2 separate regions of the Triticum aestivum genome follow, and region 1 is linked to region 2. A link is a contact called in public Hi-C data. All regions are on one chromosome and are shown on one strand. The core of a region is the stretch at or near the end of the contact, and the rest is flanking DNA. Distances in the headings are between cores, read along the strand shown. Region 1 has its middle 12 kb from the start of LOC123074427. Region 2 holds the start of LOC123078046 (protein TPR1).

Region 1 (2,825 bases), core at 133-2,632, 200 kb after region 2:
GTATGTAGTCCATTTAGTGGAATCTCTACAAAGACTTATATTTAGGAATGGAGGGAGTATATGGTGCTATTATGGGCTCGCACAAGGTTTCTTTTATTTATTTATTCCAATTTCATGTTTATTTTCTATATTATTCTCCCGTTAAAAAATAAATGTAAGAAAACACTAGAACTAACATAAACTTAAATAAAGTGTTAGTGCATTTGAAAAATATGTTCAACATATTTTTGGAAAAGTCTTAGCTGTATTAAGAAATTGTAAACGTGTTTAAAAAAAGTATGTCATGCATTCAAAAAATTGACAACATATATTTAAAAAATGTTCAACATGTATTAAAAACATTATTGTATAAAATTATTTTTATATTCCTACAAACATGTTTTAACACATTTACAGAATTTGAAATTTCTATAAACATGTTTGACATGTTTTAACACATTTTCAGTATTTTATAATATACGTCAAACTGTTTGAATTCACATAAATTTTCGAAAATGTTCATGTTTACCTATTCAACCTACACAATAATGAAAATAGAATAAATATTTAGAATAGACAATAATTGATAATTATTGTAATTTATGTATGACTAAACAGTAGTAAATTGAAAAAAGGTAAAGAACATAAAAGGAAATTGCAGAGTGCCAGTCGGAATGTTTTCTCCTTTTTTGCGGGAAAGCGATAGGTAGAACTGATCTATATAGGAAACCAGCTACAGTAGTCTTCTGTCCGGTGGCTAGCGTGCAGGTTTTGAACCTGGACGTCCTAGTTTTGGAACCCATCGGCGAGGCAGTTTGTTTTTGTGCGGTATTAACCGACTGACACATGGGACCCGTGTTTGGCTTTCTTATGTAATATTACTAAAAAATATGCGGGTATTTTTTTTGCCAAAAAGTTCTCACGCGCACTGTCATCCACTGACATGTGGGCCAAGGCCACGTGGGCAGGACGTACACCCGGGTAAGTACGGAGGAACCGTATTTGCATCATAGGACAAGTTATAGCACCAATTTCGCGTATTTTACAACTTTGAGCACCAAAGTGACCGTGCTCGACAAGTTGAGACACCTTCGGTGTATTTAACTCAAGAAAGAAAGGATGCTCCCTCCACCTCCTCACCCACCCACCCACCCACCAATCTCTCTCGCCTTCTCGCCACGCGAATATCGCGCCCGAACGAACCCCCAGCCGAGCCGAACGCGAGCACGGGACGACGAGACGGTAGCAGCAGCAGTAGTAGTACGGCACGAAGTGGTCCGCTCGTTACGCGGCGAGAGAAAGCGACGGGTCTCGTCATCTCGCGCCGCGCCTCGCCTCGCCTCGCTTCGCTTCTCTCCAGGGGAGCGTCGGGGTGGGTGGGGGCCCAGGTGCCCGCGACACGGGTGGTTGGCTCTGGATCTCTCCAGAAAGCGGAAAAAAAAACTCGCGGTCGAGGGGGCACGCACGGGCAGGCGAGATCGCGAGAAGCTTTCCTTTTCCCCGCCGAGCAGATCGCGAGAAGTCGGGGGAGAAATCGCCCGGTTGGTGCGAGCTGGTTTGTGCTTAGGGAGAGAGTGAGAGAGAAAAGAAATGGCTTTATTCATTATTGTTTTGATTTCCACGGGGGGTTGCCGGGACGTGGACGGGAGATGGAGCGATCGACACGACACGACCGGAGTACTACTACTACCAGTAGTGGTGGTGGTGCTCGTGGGAGCTAGCTGCTGCGTGCTGGGGTTGCGTTTGAACAGAGCACGCCAGGTCGCCGCGGGCCACCATCTTTTTTTCTTCTTTCTTTTTTTTCGCGGCGAGGAGGCTTTTATCTTTGTGTGTGTGTGAAAGAGAAAAAGATTCTTTTTGGACGTACGACAATCGCTGCGGCAGTAGCAGGGTACAGTCACCTGTGGTGAGCCTGAGTGAGACATCACCTCCAGAAGCGCAGCAGGGTAGGGGTACTCTCTTCTGGAATTAATGGCTCCACCTGTGATGCGTGTCATCATTTTTCTTATCCTTGTGGAGTGGGCAACCGGGGCAGGGCCACCGGATTAATGCCCACTTCATGTCTCTCGCAAGTGGCCGACTCCCTCGAAGGAATCCCTTAATTAGAGCATCTTTAGCATATCCTTAAACCGCGCATCACATAAAACGTGTAAGAGCAAGCACAATAAGGTACAGTCACGAGGTTGTAAAGAGTAAAATAATATCTCTATGCTTAGTTGAAAGAGAAAGAATAAAAGAAAGAATGTAAGCGGGCTCTCATGCAAGAGCCAGCTGCTGCACGTGCTCCCAAGCACTATGTGAGAGTGAATGATGGGTCTTGTATTAATAAAATAGCACATATTTATAGCTAATTGTTATACGTATTGGCTATAAGGTTGGTTATAGATGACATGACACTTTCTTATAGCCAAGAGTTGGCTATACTATTAACCATGCTCTAAGGGCTCTCGTAAACGAATTCTACGTAACGAAACGTGCGGAGACAAAATAGATCCTACATCAGGATCAAAATTCACCATGATTTTAAAAGTTAACAATTCATGCGTTAATTAAACATAGTCATACATAGATGGAGTTCCACACTGAGTTCATACATCTTAATTTAATATAGTACAACCGGAAATTTAAAGTAGTTCATACCCCGGGGTCTACTTCTAATTAAACTTCACCAGGGTTCTATTTGTCGGAGTCCCTGTCGTCGCCCTCGTCGCTGGAGATGACCTCAGCGGGCAGCGGCTTCCCTCCGTGCAGCGTATCGTGGATCAGCTCACCGGAGAGCCGGGTTTGGAGCTGGTACTCCGCCCAGAGCGCCGACAGCTGCACAGCCGCATCTTCGGCGTCGGCGG
Region 2 (3,014 bases), core at 214-2,713:
TCTCAAGAGTGAGAAGCTGTGTTATCTCTTTATATAACTCCTCATTGAATGTCGAGAAGACTTTAAGATCCTTGACAAGAATATCTACCGCCTTCGCTCTATCATGCCTGTTAGAAATTATTACAGCAAATTAGTAAACTTTAGTTTCAACCAATGCCAAAAAGAGGGGACAGGAAACCCCTGATCCTTTTCAGAGTGGGGTACAAATCCACAAGAAATGCAAGAATATTACCTATCAAGCGCTTCCAAATACTTCTGCTTCCTGATCTCAAAGAAGATCTTCATCGAATACCTATTGTCGTCCACCTTGGTGAAACCTGAGAGATACCTTTCCACCTCATCCCACTCCCCAGCATGGACCTTCTCCTCAAAGTACTTGACGTTGAAGTAAAAGCCCGACTCTTGTTCAAGCCTGCAGCATCATGCATCATCAAAATCACATAAATTGATTGCAATACTCCATTTACTGATGTTTTACTCGGAAAAGGCGCCGCACAGGAGACAACAATGCCACGCAATCACTGGACTAACTACTTTTTTTATCTGGACTAACCACACTTGATCTAGAAGATCTCACTTTCTACGAATTGAAGTGGCCGGCAGAGAAGAGAAGGAAATAGTCTAAGTTACGGCAGAAAAAAAACTGGTAGCTCATTATTATTTGCGCACGCTGAAGGAAAAAGAAACAAGAGGAAAAAGACACGACTCACGCGATCGCGAAATTTCAAATCTACCCCTGAACTGCCCAACTAAAAGGGAAAATTGCGGTAGAGACTAAGCGAATCCATTTTGACTAAACTAGATTAAAGAACAATTATCACGGAGAAAAAAAAGGTAAGAACGACCTAACACGAAACTTCGCAGGAATTTACCGCGCGTACGGAACAGATCAAACGGAGCAAAAGTAATAAAAGGAAATAAACATTTCTCCCCATGAACTCAAAACCCAAAACAAAGTAGTACTACTAGACGAGAGAAAAAACACCCGGAGATTTATTTCGGGGAAATCGCGAAAAGGAAGAAAAAAATCACAGCGCACCGAAACAAATCCCTAGGGGCTGGCTTCTGGAGCCCAGCCAGCCACCAACCGAGAGAGAGAGAAAAAAAACAGCCCACGGGCCGGCAGGGGAGGAGAGAGACGGCGGCAGGGTACCGACTTGTGCACGGTCTCCTTGAACTTCTCCTCGTCGAGGAACTGGAGGATGAGGAAGACGAGCTCGCGGCTGAGGGACGACATGGCGCCCGCGCCGCCACCCAGGAGCTCGATCTGGCCCGCCGCCGGCGCTCGCGCGGGCTCGGAGGGAGCGGGCGAATTCTAGGGTTCCGCCGGCGTCGTCGCCGCCCCTCTCGTGAGGAGAGAGAGATGGAGAGATGGGTGGGGGGAGAGAGAGACGGAGAGATGTGGAGGGAGGAGGAGACGGATGCAGAGGGAGAGAGAGAAACTTTAGTCTCGCTTTCTTCGATGCGTTGCAGACCTCTCGCCCTTTTCTCTCTCCCCACGCCACCCCCACTGGCTTATCTGCGATACGCGACACGTCGTATCGATATGCGCGAGTGCTTATGGATACGCTGGGGGTCTTATATGAGAGGCTGGGAGAAGCGGAATCGAAGGGCGTGGGATTAAATCGGGTGGATATTCGTGAGCTGGCGTCCGGTCGTGAGGGCGACGTGGGCGCGAGACGAGTCGGGTGCCCGTGGATCGCGACGCAAGAGCCTGCCGCCACACGACACGACACGATACGAGACGAGACGAGACGTTGGTTCCTTAAACCGCGATACGAGTGGACGGTCTCTCGGATCGGTTTTGCGTAGCGTGGACAGGGTAGTTAATGGCGTACCACCGACTGACTGAATGGGGTGACGTGTATTGATCGTGCACTATCCAACCAGCAGGTACTGAAACTCATCTCGATTTGTGAAATTGATCGGCCATATGTGTCTCCAACCAATCCGTTTGACTTGGTTTTCTCAGTTTGACCGAGTGAATGCAAAAAATGTTGAAAACTGTTTCATCCTCTACTTCTCTCGCTATACCATGCTTCACTCAAATCTTTGATTTCCAAAATAATCCAGATCTATTATCAAAGCTCAGCGGAAGTATAAAACGTCTTGAACATAATAAAAATTACATTAAGATTCCATTCCAAGATCCCCAAGCAACCACTACCGCCGCCAGAACAAGCCGCCGACGCGCTACTGTCGCCTCTTCCCTACCGGAGCCGGCTTGACCTTGTCGATGACAGCCAGGAAGTCTTCGTGCACGTGCTCCTAAGGACCAGCGCCCTGGAGCCGTAGTCGTCGCCGTTGAACCCGCACATAGATCTGAAGTATCTAACACCAAATCTCGCCGTAAGCAAGAAACCTAACCTCACCTCCCGAAAGAGACGACAGGAATCTATGCCGGAGCTCCATCGATTACGTCCAGACAAACGTGCTCAAGAAGGATCGGAACCCGGAAGACAAACTCGAAGAAATAGCGCCGCCATCCGCATGAGCACCCCACCTGCGAGAACTAAAAATCCCTAACCTAAACTACTAACTGGAGCGGAGGCACCGGGATTCCTTTCCTCGCCAACGGCCACCGGCCACCGGAGCGGCAAGCAGAGGAGAGGCGAATCCACGAACTCGCTGGCGAAGTTTGGAGAGAAGAGTTTGCCCTGGCCGCCTTGGGTTAGGGAAGGAAAACGATAAACCCTATGCTTCACTCCAATCTAAGTGCATCTCCAAGGCGGAACCTCAGACCGCCCGCAATTGTCCGGACCGCATGGTCCAGACGTGGTTTGCCATCCAACGTGGCATGTATCGGTCCGTCGAGCGGTCCAGACGTACTTTTTTCGACAAACCCGAGACAAACGTGGGGGGCTTTGCGGGAGTCCGGACAGCAGCCATGTAGGCCTTCGACACCCCCGACCCACCCAAAACCCTTCTCGGACCCGCGACTCCATCCTCCCCATTTTCTCTCTTGCCTTCACCGCCGCTCCACCACCCCGGCCGCCATGCCACACCCCTGCTAG

What was found. Hi-C and Micro-C count contacts between places; a contact is called where the count stands out from the background.
Region 1: a contact with region 2 is called in a Hi-C map of leaf, with 9 times the contacts expected there. The contact joins the enhancer-like site here to the promoter of LOC123078046 in region 2. A contact is called at or near these places in 3 of 5 Hi-C or Micro-C datasets (all in leaf) and 1 of 1 datasets of contacts at active chromatin or transcription factors (leaf).

What each region holds. Positions count from the first base shown.
Region 1 is chr3D:162,514,044-162,516,868 of IWGSC CS RefSeq v2.1, forward strand. No RefSeq gene overlaps it. Among protein-coding and RNA genes, the nearest start is that of LOC123074427, 12 kb to the right of the region's middle. Within about 2 kb of position 1,383, at least 8 of the 8 cell types and tissues checked have an H3K27ac peak or open chromatin away from gene starts, as enhancers often do. A contact at or near this core is called in leaf, where this site is marked.
Region 2 is chr3D:162,314,610-162,317,623 of IWGSC CS RefSeq v2.1, forward strand. LOC123078046 (protein TPR1) reads right to left here and starts at 1,464. Exons shown (of 25, transcript XM_044500434.1): 1 at 1,158-1,464; 2 at 233-412; 3 at 1-107. The coding sequence starts at 1,237.